Regions from separate parts of the Sus scrofa genome. Here region 1 is linked to region 2. A link is a contact called in public HiChIP or PLAC-seq data. All regions are on one chromosome and are shown on one strand. The core of a region is the stretch at or near the end of the contact, and the rest is flanking DNA. Distances in the headings are between cores, read along the strand shown. Region 1 holds the start of C3H7orf26. Region 2 holds the start of ZNF316 (zinc finger protein 316).

Region 1 (6,459 bases), core at 637-3,136, 57 kb after region 2:
GTAAATTCTGTTAGCTTAGCTGAGGATGATATTAATCAACATTTTCGGTTAATAATTACTGTAAGTGGATTATCCATTTTTCAAAGATTTTCAGTAATGAAAAAGCAAAACATCTTCCAAAAAAACTATCTAATACAAAATCTACTATAAAAGTCCATTTTTCCTTTGATATTTAAAAACACTCTAGAAGCTCTTTTTTTTTTTTTAATCAAAGTATAGTTGATGCAAAAGGTGCCAGTAGAAGGCTCTCATGCCCTCATCCATTAGAAGAGCCATCAGCTTTGTTAATAGCACCCTGAAACAATTCACACGCTTAGTCATCTAACCATAAAAAACAAGCAAACGAGTTCCCGTCATGGCTCAGCAGTAACGAACCCAACAGGACTCCTGAGGACGTGGGTTCAATCCCTGGCCTGCTCAGTGGACTGGGGGTCCAGGGTTGCCATGAGCTGTGGTGTACGTTGCAGACGCAGCTCCAATCCCCAGTTGCTGTGGCTGTGGTGTAGGCCGGCAGCAGTAGCCTGGGAACCTAGCCTGAGAACTTGACCCCTAGCCTGGGAACTTCTATATGCCACAGCTGCAGCCCTATAAGCTAAAAGCAAAACAAACAAACAAGCAATGTCACAATCTGACATATAATGATCCTTAAAAAAAAAAATCCTTTTTTTGAGGCTGCGTGCACAGCTGTTTCCGAAATCCTACCTTATTGTTTTCAACTAAGAAAAATAATTTGTCACTTGTTCTGAAGATGGAGCCTTTTAAAATTCACCTACCATTAAGAAACTACTGTTTTCCCAAGTATGGTGCTCACCTGTGAATATAGGTCTGGGTATCAGCAAACAGGGCAGTGAATCAAGGAGCTAACATGTGGAAATGGCCCCTCTAGAAATCCAATGAAGTTAAAAATCCTGATAGTAAACCCCTCCTCAGAGACCCTCAAGAGAAGAGACTCTATTTCTAGAGAAGTACCTGGAGCCAAGAGGCTGCACACTCCAACACTGGGATTCGACACACAGCCACTGCCATGGAGACCAGTTTTCCCAACAAGCTCATCCTGTTGTCATCGGCTTTGTTCCCTTGGGGGCTGAAAAGGGATGAGAAGATAATCTGCCGGACAGAATCCTTGGTTTGCTCCTGGAAATAATTGCACATGATTTCAAGAAGTTGGAGCTCCTGAAGCGAATTCAATCTCTGCAAAACAAATCCAGGAGAAGCGATGACACATTTAGCCAATCTGTTCACACAGTAAAAACACAAAATACGCTACTTTCCCCCGGGAATTGTTCACCTCTTTGAATCCCGGGTCCCCGGAGTGGAACTCTACTGTTAATCTCAGAGAATGTCACTCTATGTCATTACGCATCATCCTGGGGTGTTTTTTAGATGACCTACTGCGGCTTAAGATTCTCCGTAACAGGTCTTTAAAGTCTCTTCCTTTCAACACCAAAGAGCCATGGCTGTCACACGCCCCGCAAAACGGAGCAAGGCCAAGCGCGAGAACGGAGCCCCTGAGAGCAAGGGAGTGTGTGGTCTGGCCGATGCATGTCACCGGGAGGGGGAAAGGGAGCCGGGGTTGCTGATCCGGCCGCCCGCCGCACCTTGGGCTGCGCGCCGCGCTCCTTGGGCACCTGGAACACGAACTCCTCGAGCAGCTCCACGGGGCCCTTGTCCACGATGGGCAGCGGCGCGCTCTGCAGCTGGCTGCTAAAGTAGATGTCCAGGTGGTACAGCACCTCCTTGGCGGCGCTGAGCGCGTCGCGGCGCAGCAGCGAGTGACGGATGTCGCTCATGGTGCGGCCGCGGCGGCCCGGGGCGCCGGGAGCGCGTCGGGACTTCCGCCCCGGGCCCCGCGGTCGCGCCCGCCGCTGCGGAGACAAAGAGGTCGCGACCCGGACTCCGCCCGCCGACCCCGTGCCTGGGCCGCGGCGCCCGCCCGCCCGCCGCCACCCGCTCGGGCTTGCTCAGGGGGCCATCGCCGGCGCCGGCGGCCAGCGGGCGCCCCGGCGGTGCGACTGCGGCGCGACCGAGAGCACTGGGAACCCGCCGCCGCTGAGCCGAACGGCGGCGGAAGACCGAGCGCGGCGACGGCGGCCCGCAGGGGCCAAGCGAAGGCGGCGGCGAGGGCCCGCCCTCGGCAGGGCGCCACCTGGCGGCGCGGCCCGCGGGCGCGGAAGGGGCCGCCCTGCGCCTGGGTTCCGCGCCGCCCCGCCGAGCTGGGGTGCCACACCCACCAGTGAGGGCCCCGGGGTCTTATCGATCCCGACTCCCGCAAGAGCCGCCCGAAGCTCCCCTGGCTTCCTCTGCCTGGGGTTCAAAGCATGTGACTGCAGCGAGCTTTTCCAAGGACAGGGATGGGCAGCAGGGCCCTGGCTCAGGCCTCAGCCACTCGTCTTAAAGGTGAAGATTGCATCTCCTCTGAACTCACAGGGCTGCAGTGACAGATAAGGCAGCCTATCACAGAGTCGCTATTCCCCAGTCCCCTCCAGAGGCCCGGCCTAGCCTGGGAGAGCCATGGGAATCAGGTGTCCTGCTCCTGAAGACTAAGACCGGAAAACCTAAAAACCCTCGGCACTTTGTATGAATCTCTTCCTGCCTTCATCCTCTGCAATCAATTCACTGGATGCTTAGCATGGGATTTTAAAAACAGGGCGGAAATTACGTGAATGTGGCCGCAAGAGGCCAGTGGAGGGCGAGCAAGAAGCCACAGGAATATGCCTTCTGTGAAAGCCCATTGTGGCCTGAGGGTGGGCCTACGTGAGGATGCTGGATGTGGTTAAGATAAAAAGAGTCTAGGGGTGGGGGGGAGCCGAGGCCTTTCCCTGGGAAAGACGGAAAGGACATCAAAGAGGGTGCAGCCAAGAGCACCTCCAAGGCACTGAGGGCCTCCGGCCTGTCAGGGGACACAGCCCTAAGGCTCCTCCTGTCCAGGAGCCCAGCAGACCAGGGTCAGCTGGAACCTCTGAGAAGCCAGTGTTGATCCCCTTGGCACCAGGACTTCAGGGATGCTCCTATCCATCTGGCTGAGTGAGCAGAGGGTAAGCAAGGGGCATTTCTGCCACAGGATTTATCAGCCTGGCACCTGGCAGGGATGGAGCCCTCAGTGGACACTAGTTTTCTCCTCCCCTCCTTAGCCACTGAAAGCCGATTCCTAAGTATAGCAGAAACGAGAAAAAAAAAAACCCAAAAACCAATGCTTAGAAAGTCAGCATACATATGTATAAATAATGTAGACTATATTTAAAAGGCAGTAACACTCTCCCACCCACCCCCCTTTTTTTTCCACTTTTCAGGGCCGCACCTGTGGCATATGGAAGTTCGCAGGCTAGGGGTCCAATCGGAGCTGTAGCCACCGGCCTACACCACAGTCACAGCAACGCCAGGTCTGAGCCGTGTCTTCAACCTACACCACAGCTCACGGCAACGCCGGATCCTTAACCCACTGAGCGAGGCCAGGGACCGAACCCACCAGCTCAGGGATGTTAGTTGGGTTCGTTAACCACTGAGCCACGAAGGGAACGCCACTCTTCCCATTCTTATTTCTTCTTTCTTTCATAATGTGCAGCAGCAGGTAGAAAGATCTCCTGAAGGTTGCTCCAAAGCCCACGGCAGTACGCGTTCCGGTAAACCCGGGGCTCTGCTGATGGGGTCTGGGCCGCGTGGGGGCAATGCTGGCACCAGGCCCGGTCGCCTCGGTACCACTCGTTAGTGGTCTGGTTGGTGGCAGCCAGGTAGAGAGCAAAGCACAGGTAGCCCCCCAGGAGGAAGCTCAGCACCAGGACAAAGCCCAAAAGGAAGACGATCCTCGGGAAGGTCAGGAACAGGTACTGGGGACGAAGAGGAAGCAGCATGTTAGGCAGCGAGGCTGTGACACGCGGCAGGGCCAGCACCCACCCGCCACGGTCTGATCCACACATCTGCTCCCCAGCTCCACCTCCGTACACATCCGACCCAGCGACCGCAAGTCAGAACCATCAACGGCCCAGCAAGAAATCCTACTACGTACAGGAGTCTCACGTGGGATAAGTGCAGTATGTACGGAGAAGGAAATGGGAAAGGCAGCATACTCAGGAGACGGTGCTCTGCCAGTTAGCTGTTTACAGAGTAAACCGAGAAATAAACGTTGATCTTAGGTCAAGCGTTAACATGAATTCCAGGTGGACAGAAGAGATCATTTTCTCTGAAAACCATCTGACCACAGAAATATGGGGACAGGGGTATTCACTGTAGCACTGATTTTGTGTGTGTGTGTGCTTTGTCTCTTTAGGGCCACACCCACGGCATTTGGAGGTTCCCAGGCTAGGGGTCCAATCAGAGCTGTAGCTGCCAGCCTACACCACGGCCACAGCAACACAGGAGCCGAGCCCAATCTGCGACCTACACCACAGCTCAGGGCAACTCTGGATCCTTAACCCATTGAGTGAGGCCAGGGATCGAACCCACAACCTCATGGATACTAGTTGGGTTCGTTAACCACAATGGGAACTCCCACTGTAGCACTGATTTTTTTTTTTTTTTTTTTTTGCCTTTTCGAGGGCCGCTTCCCGCGGCATATGGAGGTTCCTAGGCTAGGGGTCGAATCAGAGCTGTAGCCACCGGCCTACGCCAGAGCCACAGCAACATGGGATCAGAGCCGCATCTGCAACCTACACCACAGCTCAAAGCAACGCCGGATCCTTAAACCACTGAGCAAGGCCAGGGATCGAACCCGCAACCTCATGGTTCCTAGGCAGATTCGTTAACCACTGCGCCACGACGGGAACTCCTGTAGCACTGATTTTAATACTCCCTCTTTCTGAAAGAAACAAGTTTAATACCCGTCTATGGAGTGGCACCATCACGGTGCAGTGGAAATGAATCTGACTAGGAAACATGAAGTTGCAGGTTCGATCCCTGGCCTCGCTCAGTGGGTGAAGGATTCGGTGTTGCTGTGAGCTATGGTGTAGGTCACAGAGGCGGCTCAGATCCTTCATTGTTGTGGCTGTGGTGCTGGCCAGCAGCTGTAGCTCCGATTGGACCCCTAGCCTGGTAACCTCCATATGCTGCAGGTGCGGCCCTAAAAAGCAAAAAAAAAAAAAAAAAAAAAAAAAAAAATCCATCCACGAGGAAGAGAAAGACGCTGGACAGTCATATGATGGAACAATAAGGAGACATTACAATGAGCTCAATGTCTATGTACTAATGTGGGAAAGATGTTGGTGATATATTGCCCAATGAGAAAGACAAGATGCAAAAAATCACCATGGAATCCTATTTATATAAAAACAAAAGAAATTCAATGAAGGCGTATGGTATATATACACAGAAGGGAAAAAGCATGAAATACACACACCAAACTATAGGAACGGTTGCCTCTGGGGAGTGAAACTGTGGGAGGGGAGAGCCATCACTCCCAGCTTTCACTTCAGTGGTTTTGCAAAATGTTTTCAAGTTTCTTTTTCCCCAGCTTTACTGAGATGTAACTGACATATAATATTGCGCAAGTTCAAGGTGTACCACATACCACATAAGGACGGTGTATCAGCTCATTAGTTAACACACCTGTCACCTTACAGAGTTACAATTTGCGTATGTGTGTCTGGTGAGAGTGCTTAGGAGCAACTGTGGAATAGACAGCAAGCGCTGGTAACTATGTTGCGGTGCTGTGAGTTACCTGCCGGGACTCCAGGACTCACTCACCTTCCCGCGGGACTCTGTCCCCTCTGACTGCCTTTACTTATTTTTCCCATTGCGCCTCCTCCCCCCCATTTCATTTTAAACTGTTCTGGACCCCTTGCTTTTTTTTTTTTTTTTTTTTTTTTTTTTTGCTTTTTAGGGCCACACTTGAGGCATATGGAGATTCCCAGGCTAGGGGTTGCATTGGAGCTACAGCTGCCAGCCTACGCCACAGCCACGGCATCAGATCCGAGCCACGTCTGAGACCTACACCACAGCTCACGGCAATGCCGGATCCTTACCCCACTGAGCGAGGCCAGGGATCGACCCGCCAGCTCACGGTTCCTAGTCAGATTCGTTTCCCCTGCACCACAATGGGAACTCCCACTTGGATTTTTACAAACCATTTTTTATGACAGACAAAATAAAGATGTTTGAAAGAGTTCAGTATTTTTTAAAGTTAGCAAAAGAAAAGCAGATATTTACCAAAATTATTTATTTATTTAGCCTTTTCTAGGGCTGCTCCCACAGCATATAGAGCTTCCCAGGCTAGGGGTCCAGTTGGAGCTGTTGCCACTGGCCTATGCCAGAGCCACAGCAACTCGGGATCCGAGCTGCGTCTGTGACCCGCACCACAACTCACGGCAATGCCAGATCCTTAACCCACTGAGCAAAGCCAGGGGTCGAACCCACAACCTCATGATTCCTAGTCGGATTTGTTAACCACTGAGCCATGACGGGAATTCCACCAAAATTCTTGATGGGGGCGTATTTTCTAACTGAAGTTACAAAGAGAAGAGATGTGAT
Region 2 (6,752 bases), core at 3,225-5,724:
GGCCCCAGATGAGAGGGCGGCTCACCTGAGACCCGGACACCAGAGAACCATCCTCTTCCTCTTCCTCTCCCTCCTCGTCCTCGTCCACATCCTCGTGACTCGGCGAGGCTGGAGCCTGGGAGGCCTGCAGGGCTGAGGGGAGGGGACCTCTTCGGGGCCAGCCTTTGCCTCGGGCCTCACTGCCCGGGCCACCTCCTGTCCATCCGGCTGCCAGGGTCAGCGGGCCCGGCCACTGCCCCATCTCGAAACCTCTAGGCCCACCTGGTCAGGCCCAAGAGCCCTTCCTGGCCTGCGCCCCCAAGCCCTGCTAACGTCTTCCCCAAGGGCCAGCTCCTTTCTCTTACCCTTTTCCCGAAGAGCTGGGGACTCCGTGTCACCACCACCCCGACCCAGGCCAAGGCGCTCCTGGGTCCCCAGCACTGGACTCCGCTCTTCTGCCACCACCTCCGCCACGTCGTCATCCTGCTCCGCCTGCTCCGCCGGCCCTGCCCGCGCCCCCTCGGCCTCCAGCTCCTCGGCCAGGTCCTCGGCCTCCTCCTCCATCGCCGCCTCCATCTCCTGCCCCTTCGCTTCCTCCTCTTCTCCGTCCTGCTCGGGATCACATTCCGACCCAGCCTCCGTCCTCTCCAGCTGGGCGGCAGGGGAGTCTGGAGTCGTGGGAAGGGCCGCCATGGTCTCCGGAAGAAAGCCTCAGCCTGGCCTGAAACACAGGCGGGCGACGGTGACCAGCTGCCTCGGGCAAGCGCTTGGAGGAAGCTAGGGACTGATCACGGGTTTTAGCCTCGAGGACAGGGACGCATCAAGCCCGGGTGACATGTCCAAGGGTGGCCCAGCCTGAGTTTAGCTGAAAGGGGTGCAGGGAGCCTGCGAGGAATGCCCCACCTGATGAACGGGCAGAGGAGATGCTCACCCAGCTCTCAACGTGCATGAACTTGGTGGCAGGGAGCGTGGGAGGCGAGGTCTGAGCATGAGAGGCCAGGCACGCCGGCGCAGCGCAGCAGGCAGTGGACAGCGAGGGCCCCCTGCCCGGGCGGCCCGCTCTGCCCGGCCAGCAGGTCGGGCTCCTTCCTGCGGGAGGCAGAGGAGAAGAGACCCTGAGCAGGCATAACCCCTGCGCCCCGCTCACCCCTCGCTCCATCCAGGGCATCTAGAAAAAGCTTCACAGATCGTGACAACCTGGTTCATCGCTGGACCAGCAAAGGTGAGATGAGAAGCCCTGTGACATGTCCTCGAGTCTGGGGATCAGGGGATCCTGACTGTTGAACCACCGAAGGCCCAGGGGCGCCCATCATCCTACTCTCACATCGATGACACATCCGCTCAGCCCGGGCACCCAGGGGAGACAGAGCCACAGTGCCTCACAGCGCAGAGCCCAGGGCTATGGATCCAAGAGGGACAGGAGGCTGCGGCCCGGGGGCCACTCCTCCCTCCCAGCTGTACATCCTTCACCAGCCTCAGTGGAGCCCCAAGGACCAGAGCCATGGGTTTGGACAAGCCAGTTTCTGTGGCTCCTTTTTGGTGCAAACATCAGCACAGATCCAACAGCAGCACGGCCCCAGCAGCCTCTCAGACCTGAATGGGGTCACTTCCAACGCGAGCCAAGCCCACTGCTAATACGGCGACCCCGGAATCCTGGGAAGAGAGCAGGAACCTGGAAGATCCTGAGAGGAAGGCCACACACGACAAGGTCCACCCCAGCTCACACACGACAGCCTCCGGCACAGGGCCCCTAGAACAGGACGGGGCCCCCACAGAAAGATGCCCAAAGTAAGAAGAACAGTTCAGACCGCAGGGCGCCTACGAGAACCCCACAACTCATCCCTTTCTGTTAGGCAGGCAGTGTACGTTTTCTGAACTACTGTGAGCTGCTGCTTTAAAATCCACACTTTAACAGTGAGGGAACTGGGAGCATTCATGCAGCTCCTCCCAGAGACCCGGGCCTAAGTCCAGGGGCAGGGGAGCATTGGCGCCCAGAAGCCACCTCTGTCCCCATTCTAGATTCAAGTTCACTGAACCAAAGACACAGGTCACAGAACGACATCTAGCAGGGCCACCCAGTGTCCGGCCTCCCCCGGAGCCTACTTCCCTGGTCTCCAGAGCCATTTGGGCATGCGAACGTGCCTGAGCTGTATAAACATGCGTGCCATGTGTCACCTTAGTCACCTGCAGGAGGACGTAACCCTGCCCAGCAGTCGGGGCATCGAAAGTGCTCAGCAGAGGTGTCCCAATTGCCGCCCACCTCAGGCCCAGAGGGAGGCTTTTCTCACTCAGGCCTCGGGCTGCCAATTCAGGCTGAGCCCAGATGCCAGGCAAAGCCCAGATGCCAGGTCAAGCCCAGCAGAGCCGCCTCCTGCCTGCCTCCTCCCAGAGCAGGCTCCACAGGCCAGGCCACCGCACCCGAGGACCCACGGCTTTGCCGCTCTGTGCTCTTTCTGCCTCAGAACCTTTGCACACGCCATTCCCGCCCCCCAGCACCCTTCCCTGCTTCTTCACTGACCCTTTGTGGGCAGCCCCCGGCTCCTATGACACACACAGTTCCCTGGACTCTGCCCTCTCAGCGCCCACATTTTAACATACTAAGGCTTGTTGTGTGTCTCCCCAAGTACACAGGCAACTCCAGGAAGTCACAGGTTCCCTTTGCTCATCTTTGAATCCCCCTGTGCCCGACACAGAGCGAGCACTCAAATATTTATTGAAGAAATTAACCTATAGTCTGTGGTCAATGTGATAAACATGAGATTTTCAAAACTCAGTATTTTGGCCCCACTGTCATGTCCCGGAAGAAACTTACTGCTGCTGAGAAGCCTTCAGACTGAAACTCACTGGACAGTCTCTGCCTCTAAAAAGGCTGCAACCTGAGGTCCCTTCTCCCAAGAGGTGCACCTGCTGGTGACTGGCGGAGGGAAAGACCCAGCAGCCATGGAGGTGGCCGTCATTCCGCAGATGGGACGGAGGCTGGCACAGCCAGACACCCTGACCCGGCATCCAGAACAGAATGGTTCTGAAGAAAAGGCTTCGGTAACATGGGTGCTGGGTTCCTTCTGCCTCCCCAGGCCAGGTGTGAGGTGGGCAGGCCCCCCAAACCCGCACACTCTCTTTTCGTCTCTTTCTAGCCTGCCAGCCCACCAGCAACGCGCTTGCTGGCATCGGCTCAGGAGGCCACAGAGTCAGGTAAGCAACCCCCAGCAACATAACTCTGCAGAACAACTCAGATCCCAAAGGGGTGGGGCTGCACCCTAAGATATGGTGCTGCAGACACTTAGAACAGGGTGTGTGGGGGGGGGGGGGACAAGACATGCCTTCCCTGGGGAGAAGGAAGGACCACAGGGGCAGAATGGCACACTGAATACTTTCAGAAACTCTTCGCTAAAGTCTGGTATCCAGGTAACCTTCACAGAGACGTAGGAAAAACGTGTGGGTGGCACAGGTATCTAGGCCCCTTCCTCCCCTCTGGGGCCTCGCTGACCACACCCAGTGCCCAAGGCCTTCCACAGTTTCATCTCCTCCAAGGAACCCTCCTTCCCTGACTACCCGGATCTCACCGTTTGCCCACGGATCGGGGCTCCCCTACTTTCATGGGTTTGCTACCCCTGCAGGTGTATCCACAGGGCGATCCTGGCTGCTCCAGGGCAGCCCCTCACCATGCTGGCCAGCTCCCCAGACCTGCCAACACCTGTTGAATCAAACCAAGTTCCAAGGTCTCCCCACACAGCACAGCTAAGAGGCCTGATCCGGCACACCTCCGCTTCCCCGTGCCCACTGGGGCCTCCCCCAAAGGCCAGCCCCTCTCCCACCTCTGCAACCACATGGGGCAGCCCGGACCCCATCCAACCAGAGGAATAAGTTCCTCAACCCGCCTACCGGCGGCAGGAGACTCCACGGAGCAGCCCACCGGGACCTCCATTTGCAGAGGGAGGACCCAGACAAGGCCCCCAAGGTCACTAAGCAAGCTCGTGAGGGTGCCAAGCCAAGCCACCTCCATCCCTCCAGCGGCATCGGCCTCCCTCAGAGGCCAGGGCCTTGACAGCCCCTCCTGGATGGGTGTGTCCACGGGGGCGGCCGCCAGCCCAACCCCCGCCCCTCCGGCCTAAACGGAGGCGCGGGCACCTCCCCAGAGTCGCGGGTGTGTGTCCTCCCCCGCCCGCCTCCTCCGTGCTGCCCGCCTAGCCCGGCCCTCGGGGTGGGAGCCCGCCCCCATCACGCAGGCAGGGGAGGGGGTGCAGGGGCCGCGCCGGGCGTGGGCGCGGCCGCCTAAGGCCCGGCCAGCCCGCCGCTCCGGCCCCGCCGGCCCCGGCCCCGGCCCCGCCCGCCCCGCGGCTCGCCGCGGCCTCCCGCGCCGGCGTCGAGGGGCGGCGCGCCCCCGGCCCCACGCCCGCGCCGGGCCCGCCCGCACCTGCCGCCCGCGCCGCCGCCCGCCGGCCCCGCCGCTCACTCACCGCGCCACCCCCTCGCCGCGCGCGCCGGCCGCCGAGCCGCCGCCGGACACCCGGGCCCGGCCGGGGCCTGCGCACCCCGCGCTACACAAAGTGACGGCCCCGAAGCTGCGCGGCGGCGGCGCGTGGGCACCGGAAGTGCCGCCGCTGGGCTCCGCCCCGCCAGTGCCCACGGGGGGGCACTTCCGGTCACGCGGGGTCCAGCGCGGTCCCCGAGGGGGTGTGCGTGCGGGGAATGGCCGCGTTTGATGTGCGACCGCGCCCCCGGCCCTGAGTTCCTGCGTTTGTGCGCACTTCTTCCCCAGCCCTGGGGGCCCTGGCGCCGCCCCAAGACCCGAACCCACCTCTGGGGACCCCGGCCCCGCCCAGCCCCGCGAGGTCCCGAGGCTGGAGCGCGCTGGCCCCCCCAAACCCGGCCGGCTTCTTCATTCACCCATGATTGAGGGAGCACTAGTAGGTTTCAGACCCGCTGGGCCCGCCCAGGCCTCAGAACCCTCCCCAGGTCCCACGATGGTGGAGGGAGGCCGTGACCCCCATGCAGGGCCTCGTGGAAGTGTCCCGCTGGCTCACATGGCCTAGAGCTGGACAGGGGCTCACCCTGCAGATGAAGGGCCAGTGAGGCTGGAGCAGGTGGGCCGGACGCCCACAGCTCCCGCAGGGCCAACCCTGGGTGAACGTGGAGGGGGCATTCCCGGAACGGATGAGGACTGAGGAGGCGGTGGGCCGGGGTAGCTGGATGAATGCCATAGAGCCTCGGATCTGGAGGCTTTTCTTGGAGGGACAAGTGATCCATGGGGAAGGCCAGCCTCTGGGAAGGGGAGGGTTGTCCCCGCAGAGGGAGGCAGAAGGGATGGAGGCCACCTGAGGAGCTGTGAGGTGAGGTCAGTGGACTTGGTGGATACTCTCCCCAAAGCCTGTCTGCATCCACAGCTGGGGTCTGATGGTGAGCTACTATCCCGTAGGCACCATTATTTTATATTTTCGCTAGTGTCCCCCAGCCTCAAGACAGGGCAGCAACCTCAGTCGGCTCAGGGAGGGTTCTCACCTGTCTGAAATAACAGTGTCTCTCATTCAGAACCTCAGCCCCTGGCTGGTGAGCTTCCAGGCCCACTGAGAACTCAAACCTGCCCAGAGAGGGGTACAGCCCTGGCCCCAAGCCTTGCCTTCCCCAACTCAAAACACCTGCCGCATGCCCTCCAGCTCAATCTAACCCCTCACAATGGCCCCTGATGTTTTTTAATGTTTTAAAATTAATAATTAACACTACAAAATGAAGGGTTTCTTGGAGTTCCTGTTGTGGCTCAGAGGAAATGAACATGACTGGTGTCCATGAAGATGCAGGTTTGATCCTTCGCCTCCCTCAGTGCATTAAGGATCTGGCACTGCCCTGAGCTGCTGTGTAGGTCACAGACGTGGCTCAGATCTCATGTGGCTGTGGCTGTGGCTGTGGTGTGGGCCCACAACTGTACTCCAATTCCACCCCTAGCCTGGGGTCTTCCATATGCCACGAATACAGCTCTAAAAAAAAAAAAAATTACAATCCCACCTGGCACCAACGGGGACCCTTTGATAACAACTGTAAATGAAAACAAGATATCATGCTTCAGTGTCGTGGATGATTGGAAATGGAGAAGGGACTTGCCAACTTGCCACCACTTTTGACATGATGGGCTGGGATCTGCCTGAGACGCAGTCCTGCCAATTGCCTGCCTCTGCAAGGGGCTGCTGATGGGCCAGAAGAAACACAAGGACCGTCAGAGGAAGGCACCCAGTCCCTCTCAAGACCTCTGCGAATACAAGGCCACCTGGAGAAAAAGGGAAGGTGAGTGGGTCTGTACCAGGGCTGGTCCACCCTCCATCCAGCTGCTTCTGAGACAGAAGGAGAGAGGTGGTGGTGGGTGGTGGGTCCCAGGGACAGGACCTGCCCCAGCCTGTGCAGCCCGAGAGAGCAGGAAGCAGCAAGAACAACAACAACAAAAAGCAATGAGACCCGAACTTGACATCGCCTCTTGGCCCCACCAGCACAAACCTGTTAGCAGCTGCTTCCCTCCAGGGCACAGAAAGGAGCTGATGGAGGTGGGCTGGGCAGGGCGCAAGCAGCAGGGGGAGGGGCTGGCCTCCCCCTGGGCTGGTCTGGGAGGACACGGCAGTGAGGGGTACAGGGCCCCCTGCCCAGAGCAGGGCAAGTCCTGAAGTCCCAGTGTGAGGACCTCAGGTGCGAAGCTGAGGGGAGCAGCCGTGAGGTCTCATGCGTTCAAGAGGCAGGTGGCATTTCAGCCAAGCCCAAAAGGTAGCCAGAGACTGGGATGCAGTGGGGCA

The links. HiChIP or PLAC-seq counts read pairs in DNA pulled down with a chosen protein or histone mark.
Region 1: an H3K27ac HiChIP or PLAC-seq map of alveolar macrophages shows a contact between it and region 2. The contact joins the promoter of C3H7orf26 here to the promoter of ZNF316 in region 2. A contact is called at or near these places in 1 of 47 Hi-C or Micro-C datasets (embryonic fibroblasts) and 1 of 2 datasets of contacts at active chromatin or transcription factors (alveolar macrophages).

What each region holds. Positions count from the first base shown.
Region 1 is chr3:4,625,087-4,631,545 of Sscrofa11.1, forward strand. C3H7orf26 reads right to left here and starts at 1,887. Exons shown (of 6, transcript XM_021086073.1): 1 at 1,599-1,887; 2 at 970-1,191. The coding sequence starts at 1,790. ZDHHC4 (a long non-coding RNA gene) reads right to left here. Exons shown (of 8, transcript XR_002342216.1): 8 at 3,209-3,824.
Region 2 is chr3:4,565,119-4,571,870 of Sscrofa11.1, forward strand. ZNF316 (zinc finger protein 316) reads right to left here and starts at 4,475. Exons shown (of 8, transcript XM_021086071.1): 1 at 4,437-4,475; 2 at 3,543-3,673; 3 at 911-1,068; 4 at 345-700; 5 at 26-132. The coding sequence starts at 672.